Regions from separate parts of the Mus musculus genome. Here regions 1, 2, 3 and 4 are each linked to region 5. A link is a contact called in public Hi-C, HiChIP or PLAC-seq and Micro-C data. All regions are on one chromosome and are shown on one strand. Each heading gives the region's core, a stretch centred on a gene start, on an enhancer-like site or on the middle of the called end of the contact. The rest is flanking DNA. Distances are from core to core; before and after follow the strand shown. Region 1 holds the start of Hps3 (HPS3, biogenesis of lysosomal organelles complex 2 subunit 1). Region 2 holds the start of Mtfr1 (mitochondrial fission regulator 1). Region 3 overlaps Pde7a (phosphodiesterase 7A). Region 4 holds the start of Hltf (helicase-like transcription factor). Region 5 holds the start of Crh (corticotropin releasing hormone).

What was found. A called contact is a pair of places that touch in the nucleus more often than the background predicts. HiChIP or PLAC-seq counts read pairs in DNA pulled down with a chosen protein or histone mark.
Region 1: an H3K4me3 HiChIP or PLAC-seq map of bone marrow-derived macrophages shows a contact between it and region 5, with 2.5 times the contacts expected there. The contact joins the promoter of Hps3 here to the promoter of Crh in region 5.
Region 2: a contact with region 5 is called in a Micro-C map of embryonic stem cells, with 4 times the contacts expected there. The contact joins the promoter of Mtfr1 here to the promoter of Crh in region 5. A contact is called at or near these places in 4 of 39 promoter capture datasets (embryonic stem cells, hippocampal neurons, pre-B cells and 1 more) and 1 of 484 Hi-C or Micro-C datasets (embryonic stem cells).
Region 3: a Hi-C map of embryonic stem cells shows a contact between it and region 5, with 3 times the contacts expected there. The contact joins the enhancer-like site here to the promoter of Crh in region 5. A contact is called at or near these places in 4 of 39 promoter capture datasets (the 3T3-L1 cell line, embryonic stem cells, hippocampal neurons and 1 more), 1 of 15 datasets of contacts at CTCF or cohesin (embryonic stem cells) and 8 of 484 Hi-C or Micro-C datasets (adipose-derived mesenchymal stem cells, embryonic fibroblasts, embryonic stem cells and 2 more).
Region 4: a Hi-C map of embryonic stem cells shows a contact between it and region 5, with 2.2 times the contacts expected there. The contact joins the promoter of Hltf here to the promoter of Crh in region 5. A contact is called at or near these places in 1 of 39 promoter capture datasets (embryonic stem cells), 2 of 484 Hi-C or Micro-C datasets (both in embryonic stem cells) and 1 of 115 datasets of contacts at active chromatin or transcription factors (astrocytes).

Annotation. Positions count from the first base shown.
Region 1 is chr3:20,033,974-20,037,832 of GRCm38.p6, forward strand. It overlaps Hps3 (HPS3, biogenesis of lysosomal organelles complex 2 subunit 1), which reads right to left and starts at 1,337. Exons shown (of 17, transcript NM_080634.4): 1 at 1,076-1,337. The coding sequence starts at 1,292.
Region 2 is chr3:19,186,099-19,189,991 of GRCm38.p6, forward strand. It overlaps Mtfr1 (mitochondrial fission regulator 1), which reads left to right and starts at 2,012. Exons shown (of 8, transcript NM_026182.6): 1 at 2,012-2,190.
Region 3 is chr3:19,232,261-19,235,772 of GRCm38.p6, forward strand. It overlaps Pde7a (phosphodiesterase 7A), which reads right to left. Exons shown (of 13, transcript NM_001122759.2): 8 at 1,416-1,547; 9 at 840-931. Among named protein-coding and RNA genes, the nearest start is that of Mtfr1, 46 kb to the left of the region's middle. Within about 2 kb of position 1,776, at least 24 of the 459 cell types and tissues checked have an H3K27ac peak or open chromatin away from gene starts, as enhancers often do. A contact at or near this core is called in embryonic stem cells, where this site is marked.
Region 4 is chr3:20,056,283-20,060,150 of GRCm38.p6, forward strand. It overlaps Hltf (helicase-like transcription factor), which reads left to right and starts at 1,529. Exons shown (of 25, transcript NM_009210.3): 1 at 1,529-1,725; 2 at 2,617-2,824. The coding sequence starts at 1,706.
Region 5 is chr3:19,693,249-19,696,706 of GRCm38.p6, forward strand. Crh (corticotropin releasing hormone) reads right to left here and starts at 2,148. Exons shown (of 2, transcript NM_205769.3): 1 at 1,919-2,148; 2 at 153-1,242. The coding sequence starts at 1,228. The coding sequence ends at 665. Gm42189 (a long non-coding RNA gene) reads left to right here and starts at 1,025. Exons shown (of 3, transcript XR_880694.3): 1 at 1,025-1,291.

The DNA of each region.
Region 1 (3,859 bases), core at 87-2,586, 340 kb after region 5:
GAAAATGCTTTCTGCCTGGGAAAAAGGCCTCCAAAACATTCACAGTAAATATAAATGCACAGATAGTCCTGGTTGTTGACAAGGTGGATTTGCTATGGCAGAGGACACTAGGCACTGAGAGAACACAGACCAGAACATTTACTCAGAAGAAAAAAAGGCATCAAAGGAGACATCAGACAGGTTTTCTGAACTTAGGCATTGCCAGGGGTCAGCCTATTAATGTTTAGTCATGCATGGGTTAATAGAAGTTACACTCAGAAGTTGAAGTTCAACTGTGGACTGAATGCTACCTTTGAGTTATATGGCCCGTGATACTTATGCCATCCCACATGATTCCTGAAGCTCTTTAAGGCAGCCAACATGGTAATAAAAGCATCTTTGTTCTTCAAGGTTTCAAGAACGAGGTTATCATGGTTTAGTGCTAGCCTCCTCCAGTCGGTGTGGCTCAAGTCATTAGTATCCAACCAGGGCCAAGCATTTGATACAACCCAATGTAATAAATCAACCACAAGTGATAGTGACTTAAGAGGTAAAAGGGCTGGCTCCGATTTGAGATAACTTTTGAGGTCGAGCCTCCTGTGAACTTCAGGATATCATTCTCCCTCCTCTTTCTCTTGAACCAGGTTTGTTTTCTTACATTAATCTTTTAAGGGTCTGGCATAAGTGGAACCGAGCCACACGTCTTTATTTCAAGCTGTGGACGGGATCAGTCAGCATTGCATCTCCACGTGGGGTGTCTGCTTTGTTTTGCTTCGAGACATGATTACTTGTAGCCTAGGCTAGAATGGAACTCACCAAACTGCAGAGGACCTTAAACTTCAGATCCTCCGGTCTCTACCTCCAAAGTGCTAGAATGACTAGTTGAAGCAATCTGAGTAAGGAGGATCAGACCAAGGCTTCAAGCAAACTAGGCAAGCACCGGACCGTGGCACGACACCGGATCTGCGGTCGCTAAAACAACTACACAAAATGACTTTAGCACTTAGTGCCCGACCCACACTGACTGTCAGCAGCCAGCCTAGAAGAGCACCAATCCCTTCCCTACCCAGAGCCCCGCCCCAAAGCCGCTCCTCACCGGCTTCGCTGTAGGCCATGCGCAGCACCCTGCCTAGCGTGGAGAAGGCGCAGCGCTGCCGGCACAGCTCTTCGCCCTGAACAGCGAACGCCTCCACCTTGCAGCCGGCAGCCACGAACAGCGCGTCGCTCCCGCCGCAGCAGACCTGCTCCGGCTCCCACTGGCAGGGGACTACCTGCTGCGACCCAAACGGGTGCAGGTTGTACAGACGCACCATCCCGGCGCCCGGACCGCTGGGCGGCTTCCGCAAGCTTAGAGAGCTGCTCCGGATCACGTGAGCGCTGCGACCACACCCCGGGCACCGCTCCTTAAAGAGGCCGCGCGCTAAGTGAAGTGCTACCCTAAGTGGATGCAGAGACCTCGGTTCCTCTTTGGAGATGTTAACTTTGCTGCTTCTGGACAGATTAGTATGTGAAACCTTCAGCGTGTTTAACACTCGATCATCTGCCCGTCTGTGCCTTGGTCGACTTGCCTTAGACTTTGAACTTTTTTTTTTTTTTTTCCATTTTTTATTAGGTATTTAGCTCATTTACATTTCCAATGCTATACCAAAAGTCCCCCTTACCCACCCACCCCCACTCCCCTACCCACCCACTCCCCCCCTTTGGCCCTGGCGTTCCCCTGTACCGGGGCACACAAAGTCTGCTTCTAAAGGATGAAACTGCAAAACCTGATGTTAAACTCCCAACGTAGGGTTAAACACACCACAAATACTGTGGATCCTACAATGGTTTTATTGAAAAGGGCAAATCCTCGAAGATGCTTAGCAAAAAATAAAAATAAAAAAATAATGCATTGGATGAGAAGATCTATGAAAACATTTTGCAGGCATTTGGCAAAAGTTTCCTCTAAGCCTTAGATAATAGGGGAGGAGAGAGATCCCCGGATGGTCAATATACAGTTCCTAAGTATTTCCTATATTGAAGAAACTTGCCGTCGGAATTTTTCTATTTTGGGAGATTTAATAAACCAGATCTATAATGTTTTTTTAACAATTCTAGAAAATATATGTGTTTGCATGCACATATGTACGTATTGGTTGACTGGAGGATGCTCTTCTTTTTACACTGAAAAGAGCAAACTTCAATTCTCATGCTGATGGTTACCTTGAGTCCTTTGCTCTGAGAATTTATAATGTGGGAGCAATTGGACTGAAGTTGAACTGCTGCCATTTCGAATACCTTCCAGATGACGAGGAATCATGTACTTCATCCTCTACTAGGAACACTCTGGGAGACGGGTTCATTAAACTCAGTGAGCAAAGAATACATGGAATAGTCCAGAGATCTGGGCTACAGAAATCAGGAAAACAAGCAGATTGCTACTCATGTGACATCCATAAACATCCCCTTTCCCTCTTATGAGTATCTGATTTAAGTGTCTGTCTCTTTTGATTAATTTTTCCTCTTCAGGATATTAATTGAATGTAATTTGACTTTTGTGAGATTCATTAAGTCCTAGAATGGCACTACCTTCTCTAGAGATAGCTTCTTCTCCCTTGATATAGTCCCTGTACCTGGCTGACCTAAGAAATTTTGGGAAGAGATTTTTATCTTTATTAACTGTTTTTCTCACTTCTGTGACCATCAGCTTATGAGAAAGCTAGGCTGATTCCATGACAGACTTCAAATTGGCAGCTAAGGAGAATAGGCCTAAATCTCTGTCTCTAAGAACTGGACAATTCCAGGCAAGTCCAGGCCTTAGAAGCCGCCCTGCCACCTGGCCTGAGGCAAGGACACTGGGTCAGCAGCACTTTCCAGACTTCTTCAGCAACAGTTTTCAGACCTCCCCAGCAAGTTTCCAGCCCCCACACCCCAGTAATGGAATGTCTATAGAGATGGACCCAACCTCCATGTCAATCTTGACAGGGTCACCTACCCCAGAATTCCCTAATGTGCTTTAAATCAGGCTTGCAAACTGACTTGGTGGTCTCTGTTCTGGTAATGAGAGACCCCACATTTGAGTCTGGGGTATCATTCTTTGGCAAATCATGGATCCTTATACTTCAGAGAGGAACGGTTTGGTCTAGATCAGTATTTAGGAGGTAGGGTCCATCATGGAGGAAACTGCTTCTACCTGGGCTGATCAGAAAAAAAGAGAAAATGGCCTTCTCAATACTGTTTTGTATCCCTTCAGTCCAAGACCTCACAGCATTGTAGGGCAGAGCCCACATTCAAGCTGTGTCTTCCCTCTTGCATTAAACCCTTCTGAAAATGTGCCCACAGACACATTCAGAAGTGTGTTATATAGTTAATTCTGAATACAGTAAAGTTGATAAAATTAATCATTGCATGAAGATAGCTTCGAGTGAGTGTATGCCTAGTTTCCTTGTTTGTGAGGATCTGTGAGTAGAAACCACTCACTTGTCTCCTGTTACAAAAGCAGGGACCAGGGTGGCATACCATCATGTCCCATTTGTTCTTTAGGACTATCATGACAAATAAAACGCACTGCTTGGTTTCAGCAACAGAGTCCTCCTCCTTCTATTCCTCTTCCTCCTCCACTTCTTCAGTTCTGGAGGCTGGAAGTCCAATGTCAATACATGAGAAGGCCTGCTTTCTTGAGCCCTCTTTCCATGGCTTACAGATGGCTACCTTCTCACTGTCTTCACTGGTCTGTTTCATTCTTGATGTCTCTTCCTCCTCTTCTAAAGATGCCAGCTCTACTAAGATCTGCCCATATGATTTCTCTTAAACTCGGCTATCTTGTAAATGTGCTGTCTGAACATTAGTCACATTCTGAGGTACTGGGATTTAGGACTTTGTCTTGGTTAGGATTTCCATT
Region 2 (3,893 bases), core at 762-3,261, 510 kb before region 5:
TAGTAATGTGTGAGTGTTGGATTTCTAGTTTGTAAATGTATCACAGTAATGTAAGATTAGGGAACACTGGGTGAGGTAACATCAGAACTTTTCCTACCCCTTGGCACTTTTCTGTAAAACAAATATTTTTTTTCTTTCAAAAAGCAAATCTTGCTGGGCAGTGATGGCGCACACCTTTAATTCTAGCACTCCGGAGGCAGAGGCAGGTGGATTTCTGAGTTCGAGGCCAGCCTGGTCTACAGAGTGAGTTCCTGGACAGCCAGGGCTATACAGAAAAACCCTGTCTCGAAAACAAAACAAAACAAAACAAAAGCAAAGCAAAACAAAAGCAAAGCAAAGCTTAAAAGTTCAAAAGCATAAGGACTGCAGGTCTTTCTTCGATTAGATCCTGGCTGGATGTATTTCAAACTCTCTTTTTCCTTCACCAGGGTTTGGTACCAGGCACCATGTTGATAGGCTCTTTGTGTTATTGTATTGAATGAGATGGCACACAGCTTGGTCAGAATTCTTAGAAATGATTCCATTACTGGGAGAAACAATAATTTGTGATAAAATTACTCAGGTTTAAGTCACTGCACCTTCATCTAGATTGTCAAAAAGTTCAGGGCCACTCCAGGGCACTTGAGGGTAAAGCAAGGTGGGAAGGGAGGGAAGTTGTAAAGAAAAAATCAAATCAAATCAAAACAAAACAAAAAACAGGTTTTAAGCCATCTCCAACTGATGGGTGCTTTCAGATACCCTTCTTCTTAAACATAGACAATCACATAGGCCTGTGTGGTGGCAGGCAGCTGAGAGTCACCTGTGGGTCACACAGCTGGTGACCAGGGATCCTGAGGCAACTAATAGCTTAGCAGTAAATCCTACAAGTATCATTGGAATGGTCGCCCTGGTGTGTGGTCCCTACCAGTTCACTTCAGCAGCTTTTGTCTTTTCATCAGCCTTCAGACCAAGCACCCCTCCCTGAACTGCTCTCTCAGGCTTCTCTCTCCCAGCCTTGGTCACAGCCTGTCAGGCCCTTTTGTACTTAAAACGTTATAACACTTGGTCACATATATTAATTAACCTTGTTTTGATCTCCCTGCCTTTTGGTAGGCTTACTCAGGGTGTGGTTCAAGGCTTAAAAAACAAACAAACAAACAAACAAACCCCACCAACTTTGTACTGTCATAATGGGCTCCCAACGAGCCGTTGCTGAGTAACTGAATTGAAGCTCTAGGTGAAATCCAAAGCAGTAGCCAGGAGGAATTTAGGCCATCCAGGGTAAGAACACCAGCGCTCCAATGAGAGGGTAAGAGAGAAGGCGAAGTAGCAACAGCTGCTGCCCACTTCCCACCTCAACTCTTCCACCCTCTTCCAGGTTGTTTTGGACATAGGCTGGTCTTCAACTCTGGATCCTCCAGCCTCCAACTTCAAACTACTCGTTTTACATAGCAGGAGCCGCCACGCCCAGGTAGGAGCGGCCTCTTGAATTACTGATAGGCTTTCCCTCCATATTCACGTTTTATCGCACCCACACACACCACCGTGCTGCTTATAGCTAACTTGACACAGACTGATCGTATTTTCATGACTAGGTTATCTGAAATCTAGAATAACCCTTCATTAAAAACTACGCACACCAATTAGGCAGACTTTGAGGCGGGGGAACTGAAGGCAGGAAAAGTCTTCACTCCCTCTGAGCCGCGCCTTCCACTCCTCCAGAACATACGTCCGGGATTTGAGGCCCGAAACAGATCGCCCTGGCAGACAAAGTCCCCACAGAGCGTGGGTTGAGAAGGGCTCGACACAGGCTAGGCTAGGCTAGGCTAAGGACCTAGCTCCTTTCAGCGGGCACACATTTGAGACTTCACTCGGAATGTGGGTATTCCTACACCCAAAAGGGGCGAAGTTTACCAACAAAAATAACAGGGGCAGAAGCACCCAAGACAAAGCGCGGCACACTAGCAAGCACACGCCCCTTACTGGGCACCGCGCGTGCGCACAGAGCCCGGGACAGGTAGCCGGCGTGGCCGGCGAGCAGACACGCCTTCCGCCGGCCTCTCCTGAGCCCGCCCCCGGGCCTCAGCGAGCCGTTCACTGGTCAGCCTAGGCCGGGCCAGGGGCGGGGATTGGCTGATTGGCATAAGGTCCTGGGACAGCCAATCTGGAAGGCTGAGCAGCTGCGAAGGTGAGGGCTGCTGCGCAGCCGAGGTGAGTGGGGCCCGGGACAGAAAAGCGGTTGGCGGGGTGGGGAATGGCTACCACCCGGAGCTGAACGGTGGCGGGAGGCCGTGTTGTGGACAAGGGAGGGGACGGGGCGCGGCGCGGGAGGCCGGCGAGCGGGAGGGAGGCCGCGGAAGCCCGGAGCAGAGAGCAGCCCTCCGGCTCGCCCGCGCCTGGCCTGCTGAGCTCCGCGGGCCGCCGGCCTGGCTCCCATCCCCCGCAGTCGGCGTTGTGCCCTCGCTGGATCCGGGCTGAACGGGGCGGCCCACGGCGTTCAGCCTGTTCTACCTGGACCTACTTTCCTGTCATTGTCGGCTGGCAGCTCTGAACTTTCTAAGCGTGCGCAGTTTGCGTGTAGCCAGACTACAGAAACTTTGAGATCTGAAGTCAAACTTAACCAAACCTTTCTTTCCGCCTGATGGTTTGTTTTGTGATTGGTCTGATGTAACCTCTTCTGGCTTAAACCTCGTTTTGTGCTTGAGGATGGTCAATAGAAGTTCGGATCCTACCCCCTCCACCTCCCAACTACAGGATTTAAAGCTTGCTTCACCACATCCGGAAAAGAATATTAAGGAGTATTTCATGATACTTGGTAATTTAGCGTTCACTTTTTTGTTTGGTTTGGTTTTGAGACAGAGTTGTCTTCCTTACTCTAGGCTGGGGTGGAATGCACTATGTAGATTAGGTTGAGCTGCCTAAAACCTCCTGCCTCAGTCACCACGCCCGATTCCAGTCACCTTTTCCTAGTGTATGTAGTTGTTTTACATTACAATGACTTAGTCAAGGAAGTTGTGACACTTACTATCTTGTTACATGAAAGTAAGTTGTGTCCACATATATTGATCACATATATTGTACATACACAAAAATCATTTAAAAGGTAAAAATTATTTTTAAAAAGAAGGTAATAGAAATGGGTTTGCGATTATATACAACCGAGTTTGACTATAAAATGCTTACGAGCTAAGAAAAGTCTCAGTCACGATGTGCAGCTAACTCTCTATCAACACCCTAATCTTTGAATTGAAATGCAAGTCTAGTAACTGAAGAGGAAACTTAAGGGTTCTTTAGAAACTGTGTTGTACGGTGTTCTGCTGGGCTAAACACGTGAAGGAACATGTAGCTGAAGTGGACCTAGGCGAAAGGATGTTCTACGAAAGCAAGCACGTGAAAGGACATGGGATTAAGATTTATTTGCTAATGACATGCATGTATTGGTCTTCGTAGTTGAGCTGCATTTGTCAGACTCTAGGGAGAGAAGTGCTCCATAATGGTGGTGTGTTGCAGTTTCTTGCTGCATCCGCAGATGCAGGGCTGATTGGCAGAGTGATGTCAGCTGAGATGGACACACATGCTCAAGACCTGTGAAGGACATGTGTTGTTTGGAGGGTATAAATAGGATTTGATGGACAGTGGAGGAGGATGAGCTAGGCTTGCTTATAGAGCTGGGTGTGCAATGTTTGTGGGTACCCTCTTGTGGCACACATGTATAACTCCAGCTCTAAGTGGCAGGAAGCTCTCTTCTGGTCTCTAACCATACATCCTTTTTGTTGTTTTTGGCTTTTAAGACAGGATCTATTGTATAGCCCTAGTTTTCATGGACCTTGCTGTGTAGAAAAGGCTTGCGTGGAATTCAGAGGGGTCTACCTTCCTCTCCCAAGTGCTGAGATGACTGGCGTGCTCCATCAATA
Region 3 (3,512 bases), core at 526-3,025, 460 kb before region 5:
AGTGTTTCTTCTTATGCCACCAAAATGGCCTTAGTCCTTAGTATTAAATTATTTTTTAAGCTATTTTCTGTTGTTTTATTCATTATCCTTCACGACAGCTCCAAAGCGTACATGAGGGCACAGGGCCTTATTATCCTTGTTTTACTGGCTTTGCATATGTTGTGGTCTGAATATATCTTGTTATGCACTGTCACTTTCTGTGTAATCTTTCAGGTATGCACCTGAAACCTTTATTAGAAAAGGTACGTACACCCACTGAGCCATTATGTGTGAAGTGACTTTTACAGTACTCAAAAAGGGGTATCTTTCATAAAAATAAATAGCCAATGTAAAAGCGACAACTACGTAGCAGGCTTAAGAATTTGGGTATAACTTCCTTTGGATTTCCAGTGTATCTGTGTTTGGCTCACATTTATGTATGTGTGCCATGTGTAGATATCTGTGAGCTATCATGTGGGAGCTGGGAACTGAACCCAGATCTTCTCCTAGAACAGCAAAAACTCTAAACTGCTGAGCCCTTTCTCCAGCACCACAATTTTGATAATTTTGTTGTTGTTGTTGTTTGTTTGTTTTGCTTCTCGAGACAGGGTTTCTCTGTATAGCCCTGGCTGTCCTGGAACTCACTCTGTAGACCAGGCTGGCCTCGACTCAGAAATCTGCCTGCCTCTGCCTCCCAAGAGCTGGGATTAAAGGCGTGCCACGCCCAGCTAATCTTGATTTTTAAAAAGATACGTTTAGTTTAATGAAACGGGAAGCTATGGAGCAGCTGAATAACATATTTTTATCTTAATTAGTAACTTTATTTCCATAGGCAATGCATTTGTTTTAAGCCACCTTACCTGCTTTCCAATGGCAAGTGTGAGAACAAACCAGATTCTCTTAACAAGCCCACTGCAGATCTCCAGTGGTGATTCTCCAGGACTGAGGAATTCTACAAGAAAGGGTCTCTTGGTTACCCAACAGTCATTTCTGCACACGAAGAACCATTTGTCAGTAATAATTAGCTTGGTTAAAGCATTAACATTCATTGGAAATTTACTTTGACTCCTTTCATTTCCTCAAAACATTAAATAGTGTAGAATACAGAACACTAAAGTATTGTTAATTTATTTGTGCGTGTGTTTATTTGTGGGTGGGTGAGTGCATTTGTGGAGTGAGCAACGTGCACCCATGCATGTGTGTAGAGGCCAAAGGCCAACCTTGGATTCGTTCCTCAGGAGTCATCCACACTGTTTTTTTGAGAGGGTCTCTCTCTCTCTCACTGGCTTGAGCCTCATGGATTAGACGAGGCAGGTCAGCTAGTAAGCTCAAGGGATCCTCTTGTCTTTCTCCTTAGTGCTGAGATTTTAAGCACATACTAAAAAACAAGCAACAACAAAGCAAACCAAATTAATTTCCAATGAAGCGGTACTGACCTTGTATAAAGTTGCTAGATAATGGTTGGTTTTAATAAGAAACGGCTGATTAACACCTGGGTGATCCAGATCGTGAGTGGCGGCTGCAATTAAACTCAGCAAGATATCCCAAGGAGTGACAGAACTGGCAAGCTGAAGCGGAACAGAAGAGTTAGTCACGCACGTTCCTGAAATACGCTCTCCACCACAGGAGCCAGTGGGGACAGTGGCTCTCCTGCTCTGCCTGTTAATTTCTCAGTGGGACAACTGCTAGGTCATGAAGCAGCAGCCTTGTGGTGCTTCCCTGGGACAGTGCAGTGCAGGCTGTGTTCTGATGCACGGTGCTGCCGCCTGAGGGACAGGGCTCACCTGATAGGGAGGGCTTCACTTTCATCAACTAAAAACAGCTAAGGTAAGAAACAGTCTCAGAAACAGGACTCTAAACTGATATACGGGGCTGAGTATTTTCATTCTACCAATAGATGGCCACATTCAGGACCCTTTTCACAATGCATTCATGCCAGAAAGGGAATTTCATTAATAGCAGCAATGTAACTTTACTCACCAAACTTAAGAAAATAACCATTATCAAAGTTTATTAGCTGACTATAGGTTTCAGCAATAAAAATGGCCACCTTCAGTCTAAATTTTCAGGTCAAAACTCCCTTCCTTCCCTTTCCCCTTTTCCCTGCCACGCACACTCCAGTGAAGTCTGTTTGACAGGCTGAGAAGCCTGGCAGCACTCACGAGGCATAAAGTTTCAAAAGGAACTCACCTCCTGGAGTTTTGGCGTTCTCATTAACCCGTATACTCACACCCTATCCCTATCCCTGAGTTAGTCTAGTGTTTGGACCCACGTGCTCTCTTTTAGTATTATTTTATTATAAGTGTCTTTTAAGATTGAATTCTGACATAGCTAAAGCCTCCCACCAGTGTTCCAATATTCCAGAAGCCTAACCGAGCTTGGAATCCGGTAGGAATGCAGGAAGGAAGTTACCTATTCAGTAACTAATTAAGCATTACAAAAGACAGAGCCAGCAGCTCAGGGCTGGTCTGCAGAGTGTTTACCATGAAAGAGCCAGGGAATCCCACTGAGATAGAAATCTTCAGTACAGGCTACATTGCACATTAGAAGCAAGTTGGTTAATTCTTCTGACAAATGGAGATTCTCCACAGACACTTAAAAGTTAAACTCATACAAGAAATTATCAGGGCCCAGGAAATAGGGGGGTTGTGGTATTGCAGTATTCATGAGAAGGTCTGCTAAAGTAGAACCCCTGGTGGTGGGCTTAACAATAGACTAGCTTTACACCTGTCTCCCTTCTTAGTGGCAGTGGCCTGGTCCTTCTTTTGATGTACGCATTCCTTTTGTATTGTGTCACTGTAACTTGGTGGATTGTATCTTGTTATTCTTCTGTATAAAAAGTTTGATGCTGGACTTGACAAAATACATTCAGATTCTCTGTGTGCATCTGTGTCATTCCCGCCTACTCCTTGCCCATCTGCACCCAGAGACCTGTCCAAGCAGACAAGGGGACCCAGAGGGTCTGCAGCATTCCTCTTTCCCCTCCCCTTTCCCTTTCCCTCCCCTTTCCCTCCCCTTCCCCTTCCCCTTCCCCTTCCCCTTCCCCTTCCCCTTTCCCTTTCCCCTTCCCTTCCCTTCCCTTCCCTTCCCTTCCCTCCCTCCCTCCCTCCCTTCCTAGCAGCATGTTGCTTAGGACATCAATAAATGTACACTAGTAAGAAAAACAACTCGGCAATTACCAATTTCTGACAGGCAAGGGAGAGAAGTTACTATTTATTTAGTCTGACTTCAAACTCCTGGCAATCCTGCTATCTCAGCCTCTTAAGTGCTGGGATTTACAGGTGGGAACCTCCTTGTCTGCCTAAAGTGAGGCTCTTATATGAACTTCAAGGGACAAGATGAACAATATTTAAGTGCTCTCCTTTCAAGTGGGCTTACATGTCTCAGGGACAGGAGTAAGTATAGCGTTTTATGTCTTATGGCCTCAGGCTCTGCACCAACGTACCCAGCAATCTCACATGGGGGACACTTGAAAACAATCTGTACGAACACAGAGTCCAAGGCTTTGAGAGCTCTGGGTCCCGTTCTCTAGT
Region 4 (3,868 bases), core at 279-2,778, 360 kb after region 5:
TGCTACCACTCAGCAAACTAAACAGCTAAGGATAATGTCAGTATCTTAGGTCTCTAATAAAGGTTCCCTGTAATACTCTTTCCCACCTACCTAATGGTCACACCAAATATATTTGGAAAGTATCTTGATTTATGACTTTCTTTGTCCTGTTAGTATAAAAGCTTCATGAAATGGCTTCAATTGAAACATAGCACTTGGGGTGGCCTAATTCTGTGTTCCCAGGCCAATGACTGATATTTGCCTCCAGCATAAATTGTCTCTTAATACTGTTAAAGTTAGTTTTCTTGTTTTTGCTTCTCTCTCTCTCCTTTCTTTTTATCATAGCATTCCCTAGGGTGCCATTCCAGCAGACAATCCTCAAATGGTCACATTTTACTTTTAGTTCACAGATCATCAATATTTAAGACAATGAACATGTGCCTCTTAAAACATCTTACTGACCACCTTTCATCCTCTGCTGATGGAAGCATAAAATGGACCACTCTAGGAAGGATGACTTCCAGTGTTTAAAATGTTTACAAACACATCTAGACATTCCGATGGTTTACAGCACACCCTATTATGTTTGGCTGGGCAATACCTTTAGCTTCCTACTGTTGGTGCAGCAGAAGATGCAGCAGTTAATGGCTGCTTCATCAAAAGTAGTTTTATGGTCTTTCAAGATGCTGGAATTACCTTTACCTTGCCTGATACTGTTGCATACAAAACTCCAAAGTGAAATGTCCCTTTAGATTATAAAGTATAAACATATAAACTTTATATGCCCCAGTACAGGGGAACGCCAGGGCCAAAAAGGGGGAGTGGGTGGGTATGGGGGACTTTTGGGATAGCATTGGAAATGTAAACGAGTAAATACCTAATTAAAAAAAAAAAGAGAGAAAAAAAAAGTTTCTTTATAGTGCCTCCTTCATTTTCCTAAGAAAACACACGTAGCCCCAGCCACCACCTCGGACCTTACAACTAATGTTGGACCAGTCTGCCTTTTTCAGCAAGAGCTATAAGGTTGTATTACTTTATGGCTTTCTTCTACCAAGGGAAAAAAATTTCTTTAAACACAATAAAAGCGAGATGGGAGAAGGAAATTCGTAAGTTCTCATTCAGATTTCCAGAACTCAGGGTCTCGCATACACGGAGGTCGCTAAGAATAAATAGAGTCAGGGCTCAGCAGAGGAAATGCAGGTATCCCACCCAGGGCTCCTACTGGAGTAGGCCCTGTTAGGCATTCCATCAGATAGGGAGCGTCTGACCTATGGGGACATCCTTGAGGAGTTAGGGCAGTGGCTAGAAGACCTCTTTCCCCCTAGTCCGTCAGAACCTTGAGCCCTGTGGCTCACTCAAGAAGCCTCGATGTTTTACCGTGCAAGGCGTCTCGGACTGCGGAAGAACCAGGTAGAACCCGGACGCGCCGCACTGCCTTTGAATCGCAGCACTGGGCGGAGCTCCCCACCCTCTTGTATTGTGATTGGTTGGTCTTCGTAGACTCTTCCTTTGGATTGGGCCCTGGCGGTGCCGATCGCAGAACGTCACCGGTTTCTCAGACTGTTGCAGGAAGGAGTGGTGTGGACACGTCTCACCGGGCGGACGCGGCCTGGCGGTTCTGATTTGGATTCCGGCGCCTGGGCCACGACGCCTTGAGGAGCTTTATCAGGCTGTCTGGGAAGATCTGGGGAGCCCAGGGCATCCCGAAGTCACCCCGCCCCGCGCCATGTCCTATACGTTCACGAGGTGAAGGGCTGAGGGGGGCTGGGCGTGAGGCCAATTGCTCTGCGCTCTATTCTAGTGAAGGTGCGCGCCCGGGCGCTTTATAGGTGCAGTTTGCATCCCTTCTGCGGGTCGCTTGCCGGTGTTGCTCCTGGAGGCACCAATGCATTGTCGCGGCTGACCAGAGTGGCTGCGACCTCGGAGAATCTGCGTCAAGGGCTTGGCGGGGGGGGGGGGGGGGGGTGGCGGGGGGGGTGGAAGCGGGGGGTGATTTATTCACCAATGTTATCCCACTGTTCGCTAGGCATTGTTATGGTAACAGCTTCCAACTTGTATTTCCCGGCACTATGCAAAAGCGCACTAAAGCATATTTGCAGAGGAGCTGAGAGGGAAACTCGCGACTTGATAGCCCCGTGTGTTTTTAGGAGAACTACATCTTCTAGGAGGCTTCCAGCAAACACCTCTTTTCATCATCTACTGTGGTTTTCATGCCCATTTTTGCAACAATTATCCCTATCCTTTAAAATAATGGGGCTTCAAGGTCAGTTCTCTATAGTGTCACAATTTAGATGCTCGATTTAAAATGTGTTCTGTTCCAAAGGAGTTAAAGCAGAGGATGCTGTGGATGCATTTATGTTAAAATTTAAAGTTATTTTCATAGCGGGCAGTGGTAGCCAAGTACCTGGGAGGGAGAGGCAGGTGGATCTCTGAGTTTGAGGCCAGCCTGGTCTACTGAGCGAGTAGGACAGCCAAGGCTACACAGAGAAACCCAGTTTCAGAAAAGGAAAGAGAAGAGGGGAAGGGGTTAGGGGACCAGGACAGCCAGGGCTATACAGAGAAACTCTGTCTCGAAAAACCAAAAAAAGAAAAACAAGTCCTGTTTTGTTTTTGGTTTTTTGTTTTGTTTTAAAACAGGGGTCCTGTTTGGAAGTATTCGCAGTCTGTCCAGTATGGATCACACGAAAATATTCCAAGACTTTCATACTCAACTTTCTTGCCACATTTTGAATTCCAAGACATTATTCCTCCAGATGACTTCCTAACGAGTGATGAAGAGCAAGATTTGGTTTTATTTGGAACTATGAGAGGACAAGTTGTTGGACTACGCTATTACACAGGAGTTGTAAGTAAAAGATTAGATAATAAAATTATGGTATGTTTATGGTTTTAACAGTAAGTTATAGTAAAAGGTGATGTATACAATGAATGTTTTACTTTGAATGAAAGGCTAGTCATAAATACCTTGACTAACTGATTAACTTCTTACTTTTCTCCTATGCTTATAGTTTATAAAGCACTTTTGCCCACACATTTGGTCCTTGTGATTACTGAGGAACGTGGTAAATTTAAGAAATGACTTCAAATCCATCATGTTTTGCATTAGGTTATTCATTTTTGTAGTAAAAACAGTCCTTGTTCTTTCTTATGTATTCCTGTTCTCTGAAATGAATGTATGTGAAAATGTGTGTGAGAGAAAGAAAATGGACAGATTGAGAATATATATATATATATATATAATTTTCTTTGAACAATAATCTTTATTAAGGGCATCTTTGTTATTTAGTAATATAATTCTAATGATATTTAATTTATTATGAGAAAGTTTCTAACAAAATGAGAATAAGATTCAATGGTTAGCAAGTATTTTCTATTTTTGCTTGCTTTCTCTTCTCTTCTTTTCTTTTCTTTTCTTTTCTTTTCTTTTCTTTTCTTTTCTTTTCTTTTCTTTTCTTTTCTTTTTGTCCTGTAAAAACAAATACCAGTTGTATCACTTTACATTAGTATAGTTCAGTCTGTATTTCTTTAAACTGCAGTTTGGGAGCTGAAGAGACGACTCAGCAGGTAAGAGCCCTTGCTGTTCCTGCAGAGGATTAGAGTACTATTCTCAGTACTCTTGGCTGGCACAACAGCAACTGCAGCTGCAGGTGTCCCAATGCCCTCTTCTGGCATACATGACTACTGTCCCCCCCCATACACACATATGCATGATTAAAAATAAAATACATCTTTAAAAAAACTCTCAGTTTTTACATTTCATTTTTATTAATGGAATCAATATATATATATATATATATATGTGTGTGTGTGTGTGTGTGTGTGTGTGTGTATACACATGCAATCAATAATTGGATTTTGTTGATTATTTAAACTGTATTTCTTCCAGTTA
Region 5 (3,458 bases), core at 898-3,397:
AATGTAAGCTATGTGACAAATGTTCCTATCTTTAAGAGAAAATAAAATGTAGGGTGTTTTGTTGAGGGGCAAGTTGTTTGTTGTGCTGTTTTTATGTCTTGTGCTGGGGCCATTTCTGTATGCACACTGAAGAGGAAAAATAAAGCCACAGCAACCTTTGCAGATTTTATTAAAAATATATTTAACGTTCTCTTACACAACCAAATTGACCAAGAATCAGAAAGATGTTTTATTACTGAAACATTTACAAGAAAAAGTTGATTCAAAGAGCTTACACATTTCGTCCTAGCCACCCCTCAAGAATGAATTCTCTTCCACTGCAGCTCCAAATAAAAACAACTGGATGACTCCCATCTGCTTTTTCAAAGGTTTCCTCCTTGGGGCCACATTTTCTTTAAGATATCGCTATAAAGACGCTTATTTGCACATAGAAATTAAGCATGGGCAATACAAATAACGCTGTTTTGTTACGACACAGAAATACACTTTGTGCATGCTAATTAAGGGGTATATAGGCTCTCTCCCTGTACATCTTCTATGCTTCAAGCTATATAAAAATAAACAAATGATATCGGAGCTGCGATATGGTACAGAATACTGTGTTTTAAATTTTTATTTTTACTTGTGTGCTAAATGCAGAATCGTTTTGGCCAAGCGCAACATTTCATTTCCCGATAATCTCCATCAGTTTCCTGTTGCTGTGAGCTTGCTGAGCTAACTGCTCTGCCCGGGCCATTTCCAAGACTTCCCGCAGAAGGTGGAAGGTGAGATCCAGAGAGATGGGCGGCTCCTCCGACCGCCTCTCCCTCTCCAGCGCCCCCTGGTGGCCACCGAGGGCATCCTCGGCGCCGCGTTCGGCCGGCTCCGCGCGGCTGTCGAGCGAGCGCTGAGGCATCTGCAGCTGCTGCAGCAACACGCGGAAAAAGTTAGCCGCAGCCTGGTCGTGCGAGGGGCGGCTGCCGCGACCCGCGGTGAGGGGCGTGGAGTTGGGGGACAGCCGAGCAGCGGGACTTCTGTTGAGATTCCCCAGGCGGAGGAAGTATTCTTCACCCATGCGGATCAGAACCGGCTGAGGTTGCTGGGGCTGCTCCGGCTGCAAGAAATTCAAGGGCTGCGGGGCCCGCGGCGCTCGGGGGACGGATCCCCTGCTGAGCAGGGCCCTGCAAGGCAGGCAGGACGACAGAGCCACCAGCAGCATGCCCGCGGACACCAGCAGCCGCAGCCGCATGTTAGGGGCGCTCTCTGAAGCACCGAGGTTGAGGTCGGGGGAGAGAGAAGGTGGGGGAGAAAGGTAAGATTGGTCAGAGTTTAGCTCAGCTGGAAGGTGCAGCGGGGCTTCCTATCGGACACCCACAGACAAGACAGGCTCTAGGCTTCGGTGACGCTGTCCGCGGTGCTGAAGCTAGGTACCTGCAAAGCTCAACTGGTGCGAGCCCGCGGTGACCCTTCTTTGGAGACCTAGAAGGGACAACCCCTGGCTCCTCTTCCTAAGGACCTCCCAAACGTCTTCCCTAAACCGACTTCCCTGAGCCCGGACAAGTGCCACAGGTTTAAGCTGTCGCACACCCTAATCGCCCCCTTTCGGACATCCTTTTCTGCCAAATTGAGAACAACCTTCTCTGTCTCCATTCCTGCCCTTACTCCGTTTGCTTGGGGACATGGGATGCAATAGGGGAGCCATTCTTTGCACAGACTATGAGCAGTGAGTGGCAGATTGGATTGAGTGGATAAAGATGAGCAGCCGCCGTCTAACTTCGCTTTTTCAAATCGCCACTGTCATCGGAATTTTAAGGCACAGTTAGCGACACACATACATGCATAGGCACAGGCATTCCAGCACATGGGCAGCTGGCTCCGGGGCTCACCACAGCAGCTCAGGCAGCACAAAGTTGGTGGCGCCCGTCTAGGCGCTGCCTACCTTCTCCTCCCTTGGTAGGTGAGCCCGCACTGCTGCCTCTGCAGAGGGACTTCTCTCAGGATGCCTCCTGCAGGTTTTCTTCCTCTTCTCCTTTCTCTTCTTTTTTTCTTTTGCCTTTTCCCTTTCTCTTCAGTCTCTCAACGTACTTGGGCTCTGAGTTTCTCCACACCAGAGCCTGGAGTGAGATTTTATAATGTCGACCCTCTTCAGAAAGCACGCAGCATTTGCCTAATAAGCTGACGCTCTCTTGACAGCTCGATTGCGTGCTGCCTCTGCTCCTGCATAAATAATAGGGCCCTGCCAAGGAGCGAGGGACAGAGTTCTGCTATTTCAACACTGAATCTCACATCCAATTATATCAACAGATATTTATCGCCTCCTTGGTGACGTCAACGAGCCCGAAAATGGAAGGGTTTCTTATGACTTGTCCATTGACAAAAATTTTTGAATGAGACTATCCAAGTGTGGAAAACAGACTGACCTCTTACTATGATAGGCCAGATACGGACCAGAAAAGAGACAGAGAGTGGGAGGGGAAAGAAGAAGAGGTGGGGAGTGCAGAGCTTCCAAGAAGGTAGTTACCATTAAAGGGGTGGATCTGGACATTTCCTGGTGCCTCAGCACCCCCACCTAACTCTTCTGTCAGGTTGTCCTCTCAGGAAACATCTCAGTATCTGAAATCTGTCGTTACTATGGCCTGCCATCTTTCTGCCTGGAGGAGAATGAAGAACTAGGGGACAGAGACAACCAGGTCTGAGTTTTTATCCACTTAGCCCTCCCAAGAGCATACATAGGAATTATGGAGCTGAAGACAAGGCCAGTACGTTTTTTTGAAACCAGCTTAGTGTTTTCCTTCACAAGAAAAGAGCTATTCTAACGAGGAAGGCCATAAACAAAGTCTCTTAAAAGCCTCAGTTTCAAGTGAATCTCAGGCCTCCTATGGTTCTCTTAGAATCTAAAGTTAATCAGGACTGTTCCCCCAAGAAGAGCAGGGTGAGCTGTGTATATTAAACACTCTGTTCGGAGTCTACACCGCAAACCCAATGAGAGAGGCATTGTTCTCTTGTGTTGAAAAAACTTAAGCTGTTTGATAGCCTGAAAAAAAATCAGTTATTGAGTCTGTAAATGAGAATCATTCATTTCACCTCCGTGTACTGTGAAACCATGATGGTATGCAGAGCAAACCACTCAAGTTATTTATTATGTGTTCTGTTCTTTTCTCCACATTCAAATGTGCACCACAAGTGTCTTTAGTTATTGCTTTCTGGCACTATTATAGAACACAATGCCATGTCTATAAATCTACTCTCAAATTTTGAGTTGAATGGAGATTATGTCTAAGTGGGAAGTAGTTACCTTTAATCCTGCAATTCAAGATGCTGTTACAAACTCTAGTGTCTGGGATTCGCTTCAGCTGCTTCATAACCACCACTACTGTTTATCCAAAATTTCCTGTTCCCTGTTTCTGGTTATGTCTGCCATTTTCTCTGTCACAAGTAATGCAATGCAGATTTCCACCCCTGTTTGGGGCCTGTACTAA